Regions from separate parts of the Sus scrofa genome. Here all the other regions are linked to region 2. A link is a contact called in public Hi-C and HiChIP or PLAC-seq data. All regions are on one chromosome and are shown on one strand. The core of a region is the stretch at or near the end of the contact, and the rest is flanking DNA. Distances in the headings are between cores, read along the strand shown. Region 1 holds the start of RABL3 (rab-like protein 3). Region 2 holds the start of LRRC58 (leucine-rich repeat-containing protein 58). Region 3 overlaps GSK3B (glycogen synthase kinase 3 beta).

Region 1 (4,289 bases), core at 1,623-4,122, 320 kb before region 2:
AAGAGAGTAAGATTAGGCATCATACTAATTTTTTAAGCTCTTTTGGTGACCCTAATATACAGAGTAAGTCCCTGACCACTGTTACCAATAAACTGGGTATGTGGCTCTTACTCATCCCACCAAAGCACATCCTGCATGGGGAAGGCCCTGTTCACTTGTCATTCAGCCTGGTACCTTTGCCTAAAACAGCTTAGCTAAAGTGCTAAAGATATGAGCAAGGGAGTGACATGAGGACTCTGGAGTCCCATTGTTTTGAGTTTTGAATCTCAGTTCTACTATTTCTGAGCCTCTGACCCTGGAAAATTCTTGGTCTGTTTCATCATATATAAAAAGTGATTAACAATGTCTTCTTTATAGAGTTGATACATGGAGTAAATGAGATAATATCATGTGCAGTGTTCTGCTTTCAAGGCTGGCATCATAAGAGTTCCATTAAGTGTTGGCCTTCGTAACAACTCCCTACTTAGATAAGTAATTCTTAAAACACTTTGAGAAATGGGCTGAAATAAATGAAGATGGAAGCCCTGTGGAAGTATTAAGAATTATAGTAATCAAACCTAAACTACAAAAGGCAAAAATATAAGAGGACAGGATGAATGAAACTTACAGAGACAAAATCAAAAGGATCCCATAATATATTGCAAATGGAAGATACACAGTAGGAAATTTTTAAATATTTGGGGTTTTTTTCCCCAATTTTTTTACTATGATAAAATATGCACAGCATAAAATTTACCAATTATATATTTTTAAGTATACAGCTCAGTGGTATTAAACACATTCATAATGTTATCCAGCTATCACCATCAACCACTTCCACAGCTCTTCGTTTTGTAAAACTGAAACCTTACACCCATTAATAACATATAGCTATTTGTTTTAAGCCAGTATGACTGGGAAGAGACAAATATACTGAGAAACAGGCTAACACCTGAAGAGGAACAGGTGGAAGAAATGAGGCATTCAGTTCCAGTTGCTTGTGTTTGAAGAAATACTACAGAATGTTACTGTGAAGATGTCCCACAGGTAGCTGAACAAATGAATCTGGAGCTCAGCAAAGAAATGTATGTGCCATCTTGTTCAAAATCGCTATATTCTAAAAATCCTCTTTTCTGACCACTGTGTTCTCTCCTTCACTGCCTCTACTTCCCCACTGATGCTAAATCTCTTCAATCTCTGGATTTTATAATACTTAGGTCAGAGGTCTCAAATTGGCAGCTTCTGCCACATGATTTGACTAATTTTGATTTCAAAATGTTTTGAAAATTTTCTGAATTAGTGGTCAACATTTAAAAATCATGAGATTTGGAGCTACTGTTGTGCTTCAGTGAGTTAAGAACCTGAGTAATGTCCATGAGGATATCCATGCAGGTTTGATCCCTGGACTCGCTCAGGGGGTTAAGGACCCACAAGCTGCAATACAGGGGGCAGACGAGGCATGAATCTGGCATTGCTGTGGTTAGGCCAGCAGCTGCAGCTCTGATTCCACCCCCAGCCTGGGAACGTCCACTAGCCGCAGGTGTGGCCCCAAAAAAGGAAAAAAACAAAAAACAAAAGTCGGATCCTGCATCCTCATGGATACCAGTAGAGTTCATTTTCTGCTGAGCCACCATAGGAAACCCCCCATTTTTTTTTTAATGAAATAAAAATCATGAGATATCACATAAATTTTAATTTTCAGCTACTTCTCAAAAGTGGAAATATCTGAGGGAAAAAGTGAGATCATATTCCCACATGGAAACACTCAGCTGAAGAGCAATTGATACTTTAAAAAAGGGAAGGAGCTTGGCTGGCCTCTGGAGACTTTTGAGTGTGTGACCTTTGGGGGCCATGTCTGGTTTCTTCTTTTTAGTCTTATCAGTCCATCAGTCACCTATCAGTCTCACCTACAACCCTACCCTACCTAACCCAGACCCCTGAAAGCAAGTTGCTTTTGTTTTTAAACCATATGTATTCTAATCACACAAACACCAGGCAGAGTTGTAAGAACAAAGTTGAAAGTGAATGCACTCTCTGTACTGGGTCTAGGCTCCTCAGCCTCATCTGCAGCCACAATGGCATTCTCTCAATTCCAGGAGCCACACATGCTCTCTGCTTCCAAGCCTTTACACACGCCCCCACAACAAAGGCCGAAGTCCCTTCTCCTAATCATTTTTCACATCTCAAATGACATTTCCTCAGAGACACCTTCTCAGATTCTCCCTAGCAGTTTAGAATCATCCCCCTTTCACATGCTCCCATAGCTCTTTCCCCTTCTTGGTGGCAGTGAATAGTTATACTTTCTCAATGTCTACATCGGAGACAAGGGTCTTAATCTTGTTCACCACTGATTTTCCAGTATGGATAACAGCTGGTCAAGTATTTCCATAAAACTTTCAATAGGTCTCCTCAGCACGTGTTCTTCAAACATGCCCACCCTGTTAGCCCTCACCTCCCCCCATTCACTTTCCCCACTGCAGCTTCCAGAGTAAAGAAAGGTAGGGTATTGAAAACCCTCTTCTTAAACTTCAAATGGTTTTAAGCAGGAGGTGACAGCACCAAATTAGCGATTTTAAAGGATTCTGCTGACTGCAAACTGCAAAATGAAGGGAAAGAAGAAGTGGACGTGGGGAGTTCTGTTAGATTTCGATATATTACTATTCCAAATCTGGAATAACGTGGATTCTATACATCCACCTGGTTTTTCTCAGTTAGCCACACTTCACGATAGTCTCCACGGCTTCATACATAAAGTGGCATTATCACCGCGAAACCTCTGGACCAGCCCCGTTCCCAAATGTTCGTTTCCGCCCCACTGTGACAACCACGACGCCCTAAATTCCCTCGGACTCTGCCAGCTGAGTCCAGAGGCCACACTTGACGCAGCCAAGCCAGTCCTACCCGAGGTCGCACATGGGCCGCTCCGGGGTCAATGGTTCTTTGGAGGACCAAGCAGAGAACCGACTCAAAAGAGTAAGGGGGAGGAGGACAGCTAAGGAAAAAGCAACGAAGACACCCTGAAAGGCGACGTCGAACCAGGGAACCGAGGACAAGGAACAGGGAACAAGGTTTACCAAAGCGAATCCTCGTACACTCCCACTACAGCTTCCCTCTGCGCCTCAACTACCGGCTTAAACGAGCCACGCCACTTATGCGACAAAGAAAACGCCATATTCCTGCGACCAGTTTTAGAAACCACCCGCTACTTTTAACCAGGCAGGCCAATCAGCACGGTGAGGCCTTCAATCAAATCAGTCACATTCCGATTGGCCAATGGCATTGAAGACTCGGCCCTCCATACCCAGCTCTGATTGGTCTTCAATCCCGGAATAGGCGTTAACCTCAGGAAGGAGCTGGCAAGATGGCGTCCCTGGATCGGGTGAAAGTACTGGTGTTGGGAGACTCAGGTGAGCCGCTTAACCCACCTTTGGGGCTCCCGACACTTTTGAGTTATATGAAAATCCTCCCCTTTCACTCCCTCTCCACCCATCTGCGGATGAACTGACTCTGGCGGGGGGCTGACATCCCTCTCAAGGCCCAAAGACTACACTTCCCAGAGGACTTTGCTCTGTTTAAGCGAGCCGCGGCTTCGCAAGTGTTGGGGGCGCGGAGCCCGGGCCTTTCTCTGTTTTTTTTAGGTTTTTACATCTGTCTACCAGATGACCGCAGCTTAGTGATCCTTTGTTTTAAAACATATGCGGATACTGAGTGTGGTATTAGACGCCGTGCTGAGACAAAGTTAGGACCTTTCCTTTAAGAGATTTTGTTAATTAAGGAAATCAAACGTGCGCTTAGGAAACTGTACCAGGTGCTTTGCATATATTGACTCAATCCTGAGATCAGGCCCGTTATCCCATTTTACAGATGAGAAAAGAGAGGCGGAGGGCTGTAAATGACAGAACTGGTTTGAACCGAGAGCCTGTGTGCTTAAAACACTAACCTATATTATTTAGTGAAATAGCAGGTAGTAGTAATCTTTTACGCTCAACTGGGCTTCTTGTTTTCTTTATTCTCTTTAATCTTTTCTTCTTTTTTTTTTTTTTTTTTTTGCTTTTTAGGGCCACACCCAGAGTATATGGAGGTTCCCCGGGCTAGGGGTCCAATCGATCGGAGCTACAGCTGCCGGCTCACACCACAGCCACGCCAAATCCCAGCCAGGTCTGCGATCTACACCACAGCTCATGGCTCCAAACATCTGACACAATGTCTATCAGAGCAAATATCCAAAAGTCAACTCCAGAAAAGCATATCTATGAAATGCAAAGTTACCATTTATTCCAAGTTTTTAAAGAGCTTAGGAATGGAGATAA
Region 2 (3,863 bases), core at 692-3,191:
ATCACTGTGAAGGCTCACAAGCCACCAAATCTCCCTCACCTCCCAGAGGGTTTTCAGAACTCTCCAAGCTGATGGGTAGTTTCAAGACCCACTGTAGTGGTGAGGGCTGCTGCTTTATTTAGACCCATCTAGCTTCAACAAAGAGACACATCCATGGTAGCTGAGATAGAGAGGGTTATTATAATGAGCAAGGGAGGGATCCTCCCAGTACTCTCAACATATCTTCAAAACTTTCTACCAGGTAAGGTCATGCTCTACAATTGAGTCTATTTCCATCTTTTCCCCCGTTAATGTCACAGATTTGTGATCTTAACTCTATTTCTGAACCATATTTGTTTTTTCTTTTACATTACATTCCTGTCAGTTTATTTTTTTTTAATCATAGACGCATTACATTTTAAAAAGGATAAAACTGAATTTTTTTTTTTTTTTTGGTCTTTTTGCCATTTCTTGGGCCGCTCCTGCAGCATATGGAGGTTCCTAGGCTAGGGGTTGAATCGGAGCTGTAGCCACTGGCCTACACCACAGCCACAGCAACTCGGGATCCGAGCTGCGTCTGCACCTACACCACAGCTCACGGCAACGCCAGATCCTTAACCTACTGAGCAAGGGCAGGGATCAAACCCGCAACCTCATGGTTCCTAGTCGGATTCGTTAACCACTGCCCACCACTACGGGAACTCCCGTATTATTTTAAACATTTGCAATTTTCACACACTAGGTTCCTGCCAGAATGTTATCTTGATCCCAAGTAAAGTCTACTTTTTAAAAGGACCCTTTCAAAACAGGTTTCAAATTCAGGACACTCCATTGGTTTTAAAAACACTCCATCCCTGCTTTAAACTCACAAAGTGTATCCTCCCATAACCATAAATCAATCAGAAATTAAGTTAAAGTTTGGCAGGAGGTAAAAAGCATAATTTCTCACACAAATAACCGGCAAGAAAAAAGTTAACTTTATTCTTTTTAGGAAGAAAGCAATTTAATAGCACTGGTTATATACAATCGTCTAACATTTTTATGCATAAGCTTTGTAAAAAAATACACTAAATATTTTCATTTCTATCCATGACTTTTCAAAATTATAAAAATTTCAGAAAAAAACCGACTTTAGGGTAAGGGCGAAAACAGGTTTAGAAGTACTACATGAAAGCCAGAATCAGGACTTTTCCAGTTAAATTGAAGTTTTAACCTGAAGTAAAATCTCAATGCTTTCTGGGTTAAACTGATCAATTAATTTGAGCTATTTCAAATTAACGAAAACTCAGCCATGGCTCCCAAATTCATTTCCAGCCACTGCAACTTAAACCAAAAACCACAGAAGTGCTTCTACAGCTAAAATGGTGAAATGTTCTTGACACACATTCCTTTAAAAAAAAAAATCCTCTAGGGCAAGCAGGCCAAGGATTAGCCATATTTTTTTTGGATGGAGAAACTGAAATCAAATCCCCTGTCCGAGGAAACAAAGTTATTTAACAGCAGAACCCGAGGTAAGATCCAAGAGTCCCGATTTCTAGTTCAGCTGCCTTCGCGCTTTTAAGTCGGCTTGGTCAATCCCGGGACTTTGAATTCCCGGGTCTTGCTGTCATGCAACTGAATCATCACTAAAGTCCTGAGTCCTCGCTGGCTCCCGCAGACCAGGGGCCCCCACTCCGAAACCAGGGCCTCAGAAGGCGGTGCACCGTCACGCGCGAACCCTCAAAGCCAAATAACCAAACTGTCCTCGGACTGTTTACCGAGGCCACCCTGGAATTCGGGGACAGGTCACCAGACTTCAAGAACTATAGAACACGACTGCCCGGACCCAGCCGGGCTCAGAGAGTAAGCCGAGCACTGACTGCTCTCTGCCCCCGCCCGGCTCATGGGATCCTTGCGGCGCGCCGCGCGAGACGGAGTCCGGCCCTTGAGCGGCGCGCGCACCCCGCCTCCTAGCGTCGCGTGACTCCGCGGGGGGGGAGGGGGGCCGGGGTTAGCGCCCGCCCGCGCCACTTCCGACGCAGCCCTCGGTTCAGGTTCCGGGGCGCCGCGGAGCTCCCGGCCTGTGGGTCGCGCTCTGCGCGACGCGGTGGCCGGGATGCAGGAGGCCGGAGCGCCGGTGGCCACGGCCGGGGAGGCCGAGCTGAACTTGTCCCGCCTCAGCGTTTCTCCCGAGACGCTGGAGTCGGAGTTGGAGGCGCGGGGCGAGGAGCGGCGCGGAACGCGGGAGGCGCTGCTACGGCTGCTGCTGCCGCACAACCGTCTGGTGTCGCTGCCGCGGGCGCTGGGCAGCGGCTTCCCGCACCTCCAACTGTTGGACGTGAGCGGCAACGCGTTGACCGCGCTGGGGCCGGAGCTGCTAGCGCTGAGCGGCCTGCGCACGCTGCTGGCCAAGAATAACCGTCTCGGCGGGCCCGGCGCGCTGCCCAAGGGCCTGGCCCAGTCGCCGCTCTGCCGCAGCCTCCAGGTGCTCAACCTCAGCGGGAACTGTTTCCAGGAGGTGCCCACCTCGGTGCTGGAGCTGCGTGCGCTGCAGACCCTCAGCCTTGGCGGCAACCAGCTTCAGAGCATCCCGGCTGAGATCGAAAATTTGAGGAGGTGAGCGGGTGCCGGCCTGCCCGAGAGTAGGGAGGCCCCAGCACAGGGTCGAGGGTGGGTGTCCCGAGGCCCCGGTAGTTCCGGGGCCCTGCGCCTGGTCTTGGCGCCCGTTGGTTGTCACGTAACTCTCTCAGTCCAGGCTCTTGAACTCTTTGGCTGCCCTGCCAACTCAGTGAGTTGTACTGAGGAGCTGATAGGATCATGGGTGTGACAGCGTTTGGTTTGTTGTGTTTGCGCTGTGCAGATTTTCGAGATATTTTTTCTGTTTTTCTGGGGTCACTGGAAGTGATCTGAACTGAGCATATACTCAAACATATGTAAATCTGAGGTTGTCACTTAATTGCTCCGGAGTCTTGGGTGGTTTTCCATGCCTGTAGATCAAAGTTTATGTCCTGTAAAGTGACATACAAAGGAACTCTGATCTGATCCCTGCTTGCCACTGCGTTACCTACTCTGTCTTCTCCTTGGCAATACCAGCAATACTATTTGTGGAATTCAGTAAGGTGTGCACTTTACCAGCAGCTTGTAGGCTCTCACTAAATGTGTGTTGAATGGATACAGTGCCTCTGTACATTGTTGTTCCTTTTGCCTAGAATGTTGCTTGCACTGGACAGACCCCTGCTCATCCTTAAAACCTGTTTTGAGGGTCATTTTTTGTTGTTTGTTTCCTTCTGTTACTACTTCCTGGACAACAATTATAATTGTCTAAACTGTACTTCTTGGGAACCATTCATCCTACCGCTGCACTTACCTTATTGATTATAATTCCTTGTTTACAGGTCCGCCTCATCTGCTAGATTAGTCACTAAATGTATGTTGAATTAAATGGAAGACGGAAGCAGGAATGCAGGATAACAAAAGTCTCCTAAAGGTGCCCTGCAGGGGAGAAATAAAGTACGAGGAAGTGTATTGTCCAAAATGAAAAAAAAGTATCTTCCATCTCTTTATTGAATTTTCCAAGATAACAGAATATTAGAATTGAAAGGACCTGAGTTAAGTGCAGTGAAAAGAAATTGACCTAAGAATAACAACTGTTGGTGCCCCAGTCTTAGACAAGTCGCTTAGCATACCCTGACTACAGTTTCCTGATAAGCAAAATGAGGCATTTGGACAAGATGCCACTTTGTTACTCACCAACAGATTTTTGAGCACCTACCCTGTGTCAGGCACTGTCCTAGGTGCTGGGGATACAGTGGTGAGTAGGATTATGCCCTCATGGATAATTTCAAACAGAGGAGACATTAAACACCTGACTGTAAACTTCATTATTTCATTACAGTAGTTATACG
Region 3 (4,053 bases), core at 1,061-3,560, 380 kb after region 2:
ACAGATACTTTGAACTTTAAAACTACAAAATCAGAAAATTTGTGCCTCAAAGGATACCATCCAGAAAATTAAAAGACAACACGTAGAATGAGAAAATTTTACAAATCATCTATGTGATAAGGGACTTGTATCCAGAATAAGGAACTCTTAAAACTCAACAATAAAAAGACACCCCAGTTAAAAAATGGACAAAGGAGAGTTCCTTTTGTGGCACAGCAGAAACAAATCCGACTAGGAACCATGAGGTTGCGGGTTCAATCCCTAGCCTCTCTCAGTGGGTTAAGGATCCCGTGATGCTATGTCTGTGGTGAAGGCCGGCAACTGTAACTCTGATTGGACCCCTAGCCTGGGAACCTCCGTATGCCACAGGTGTGGCCCTAAAAAACAACAACAACAAAAAAAAAACAAAAAAACAAAATGGACAAAGGATCTAAATTGACAGTTCTCCAAAGAAAACATACAAGTAACAGTAAGAAGAAAAAAAAAAGCTCAGCCATGTCAGTCATTAGAGAAATGCAAACTAGTGAATACTCCATCACATTCATTAGAATGGCTAAAAAAAGACAGCAGCTACTGTTGGTAAGGATGTGGAGAAATTGAAACAAAAAAATAGTTCTGCACTTCCTCAAAACATTAAACATAGTTACCATATGACCCAGTAATATGGAATGAATAGAAATAGAAATGAATTGAAAACTATCCACACAAAAACTTGTACATGAATGTTCATAGCAGAATTCTTTATAGCCAAAAAGTAGAAACATTTCAGATGCCCATTAGCTGATGAATGGATAAGGAAAATATCAGACACAGAAGACCAGGTTACATGATTCCATTTATGTGAAATGTCCCGAATAAGCAGATCTGTAGTGGTCATTAGGAATTGGGAAGAGTGGAAATGGGAGTGACTGTTCATGGGTCTAGGGTTTCATTTTGAGGTGATAAACATGTTTTAAAATTATATAGCAGTTGATGGTTGTACACCTCTGTGGATATACTTTTAAAAAATCAGTTGTATGTTTAAAGGGATGCATTTCATGATTATATGAAGTATATCAATTTTTTTTTAAGTCAAAGAATGAGAACATTTACCTACAGGACTTTTGATAAGGTTTTGTTGTTTCTACTGTATTTTAAGCAAGGCAGTAAACTCTGACCATAGTTTTGCACAGGACCCACATCAAGTTAAGTGACAGATGGAGGAGAACACAGACACACAAAGGGGTCCTCCTGCACTAGTTCATCCTCCCAGGCTGAGTAAATCCTTTTCCAAGTTGTTCAATTGTGTTCAAATAACATGACTATTTGGTGCTTTTTCCTTCACTGATGTTCCTAATGGGATTTAAAGATTTGTGCTGCTATTGCTATAGCCTTTTTTTCCTCCCAGGGGAGAGAAGGGTAAGAGGATTTTGCCTTTTGGAAATCAGAAGAAAACCCTGAGGTGGAAACATTGCATACACCCCCTCCCCCCAACACAAAGTTTCCTTATACCAGAACTTCACTCATATATATATATAGGAAAGAGGTAGATAGAAACTGGATAAAACTGCATGTGTTGAGAATTAAGTATTTTAGCTGCCTACATCCAATGGATTTAAAAAAGGAAAACTTGTAAATTATAGGGGTATACAAAAGGGAATACATTTTATATCAATCCTCTGAAGGTAAAAATGTATGGTAATGATTCCATTATCAGTAGAGTACTGATATTTTGAAAAAGAATAACTCAGTGACATGTTTTCTAGTTTTCTAATTAGAGAAATTTGTCAGGTTTATGATATATGCAGTCAACCTGACAGTTATCCAATTTGAATAGATAGTTCTTTTATGCAGAAAAGAAGTGAAGATGTTTAATTATCCAGCCATACTATGTATAATCTCTCTTGGCCTGTGTTGTACAATTTTCATCTACTTACTTTAAAAGTTTTGATTAAATCCATTATGTATAGTCCTGGCCATGTATCCCTTTAGCCTTTCAGGGTGCATCTATATTAACAACATGTTGATTTATTAACCATCTGGGCTAGAACATAAAGAATCTTTGCCCTCAAGTTCAGAAACTCATTGAGAGGAGGAAGGGAAAAACTGAGATCAGTGGAGTAAGGCAGGTATGATCCCAGAAGCCTGAGCAGGGTACAAAGGCAGAAGCATCCTGTTTGGAGGTAGTGCTATCTGAAAAGGCTTCTTAGAAGAGGTAACTCTTCAGCTGAATCTTGAAACATGGAGATGTATTCTATTTAGAGAAAGGAAGGGACTGGAGGACATACATGCTAATTTGGATGAAGATACTTAACGTTGTCAGGTCTGTTGTGTCTTGTCTGTTGTGTAGTGCTTTATGGTTTGAGCCTAAGGTTCTGAATGGTGGGAACAGGGTATAAGTTTACCAGGAGAGAGAAGGCTGGAGCTGTGGGCATTGGCCTAAACATATTAGACTGTAGACAGTTAAAAGTCACTGCAAGATTTCAAGCAGAGGATTAACAGATTTCTAATAGGATCTCATTAACTTGGCATTTGCTTTAAAGGCTACATGTACAACTCTATTGTTGAAGTTTGGCGACCTCTGGTGTTGAGCAAGGCTCAACGCAAGGCTGGGAAAGAAATTGATTTCAATGCTTTTGTCAGATGATTTTTGGCTTTATTTCTTTGAAGACACAAATCATAATTCCTGGCTTGTTATTATTTGTGTCTAGCTAAATTTGCAACTAGGTGAATGAAAAAATATTAAACATGATGGGATTGGGTACAGATTAAAAGGGATGAACAGCATCCCCAAAATCTTATGCCATGAATCTCTGGTTGAGTCTTTCTGCCTCGGTGATGTTTTAGGATTACGATGATGCACTTGACAAGTGCTTTTTTGCAATAAATGGAAAGATCTTATTCTAATAACAGATAACTGAGAGTGCATACTCTTCCCAATAGTGTGATAATTTTGAAAATCCCCCCTTTTATTCAGTGAAATATCATACTTTAAAAAATGTGCATATAACATTATGTGCATTTTCTTTTCCTTTAAGTCATGGAGGGACTCCGTTTTTAGGAAATTCATAAATAATTACTATTTTTAAGTGTATCTTTAAAAGTTTGGGTGAAAAATTGCTTTTCTATCTCTTAAAATTCAGGGAAGCCCTAAGACTTGTTTTGTGTCTGAATAATAAAATCCATGTCAAACATACTTTTTAAAAATCTGTAAAATGTAAAGCTTAAGTATATGATTTCAGAGTTTCCAAATATAAATCAGCTGAAATAAATCAGCTGATAGAGAAATTTTCTCAAAACCTAATAGAAACAACATAAAACTAAGATAAACTCAGAAGTGGCAATCAAATAGTTGATTTATTGAAATGCTTTATTTTTGTTGTATTGCTTGTAGATGTTGATGCATTCAGAATCTTAGGTTTTCATAAACAGTCTCTTGTTTGCCTTTCAGCCTGTAATGTTGCCACCTATCCACTTCTCATCCTTATTCTCTCAGATTAGTTATCCAAATCATGCTGTTTTCCACTTCATACCTAGAGCAGATAAAATGTGCATCTGACTCATTTGCTTCCTATATTCCTTAAGTAAAATAACCTCTTATCTCTCCCTCCAGAATCCTTTCTTGAATCTCTTCCTTACTCCAGTGGATTGTAGCACTTCACCTCGCACATCATCTGTGTTCATTTTGGTGTATTGATCTTCATTATAGTTGATTTATAATGTACAGGTCTCTCTGCCCTAGAGCTCTGTGAAAGTAGGACCTCAATAAAAGTGTTTTAGGGAGTTCCCTGGTGGCCTGGCAGGTTAAGTGTTGCTGTGGCTTGAGTCATTGCTCTCGTGGGTTTGATCCCTGGCCCAATAACTTGTGCCTGCCTCAGGCGAGGCCAAAAAAAGAATGAAGAAGGATTTAATGTCTCTCAATTATGTCTTACCTTAGCGTTCTTATATTCCTTTGTATCTTAACTCATACCTTTGCTTTCTTAAAGACTACGCATACTGTATATAAAACAATTCTGATTTTAGAATTTAACAGATTGATACTTTTAATGGTAGCCTTAAAATAGCAACAGAATA

Evidence for each region. A called contact is a pair of places that touch in the nucleus more often than the background predicts. HiChIP or PLAC-seq counts read pairs in DNA pulled down with a chosen protein or histone mark.
Region 1: a Hi-C map of skeletal muscle shows a contact between it and region 2, with 7 times the contacts expected there. The contact joins the promoter of RABL3 here to the promoter of LRRC58 in region 2. A contact is called at or near these places in 1 of 5 promoter capture datasets (liver), 5 of 47 Hi-C or Micro-C datasets (embryonic fibroblasts, heart right ventricle, liver and 2 more) and 1 of 2 datasets of contacts at active chromatin or transcription factors (alveolar macrophages).
Region 3: a contact with region 2 is called in an H3K27ac HiChIP or PLAC-seq map of alveolar macrophages. The contact joins the enhancer-like site here to the promoter of LRRC58 in region 2. A contact is called at or near these places in 3 of 5 promoter capture datasets (fetal liver, fetal skeletal muscle and liver), 12 of 47 Hi-C or Micro-C datasets (alveolar macrophages, embryonic fibroblasts, fibroblasts and 7 more) and 2 of 2 datasets of contacts at active chromatin or transcription factors (alveolar macrophages and skeletal muscle).

The regions. Positions count from the first base shown.
Region 1 is chr13:139,606,292-139,610,580 of Sscrofa11.1, forward strand. It overlaps RABL3 (rab-like protein 3), which reads left to right and starts at 2,873. Exons shown (of 8, transcript XM_021070305.1): 1 at 2,873-3,386. The coding sequence starts at 3,341. GTF2E1 (general transcription factor IIE subunit 1) reads right to left here and starts at 3,192. Exons shown (of 5, transcript XM_021070303.1): 1 at 3,054-3,192.
Region 2 is chr13:139,925,767-139,929,629 of Sscrofa11.1, forward strand. It overlaps LRRC58 (leucine-rich repeat-containing protein 58), which reads left to right and starts at 1,942. Exons shown (of 5, transcript XM_021070309.1): 1 at 1,942-2,574. The coding sequence starts at 2,075.
Region 3 is chr13:140,302,676-140,306,728 of Sscrofa11.1, forward strand. The region is part of intron 7 of GSK3B (glycogen synthase kinase 3 beta); the gene reads left to right. Among named protein-coding and RNA genes, the nearest start is that of NR1I2, 100 kb to the right of the region's middle. Within about 2 kb of position 2,311, at least 8 of the 83 cell types and tissues checked have an H3K27ac peak or open chromatin away from gene starts, as enhancers often do. A contact at or near this core is called in alveolar macrophages and skeletal muscle, where this site is marked.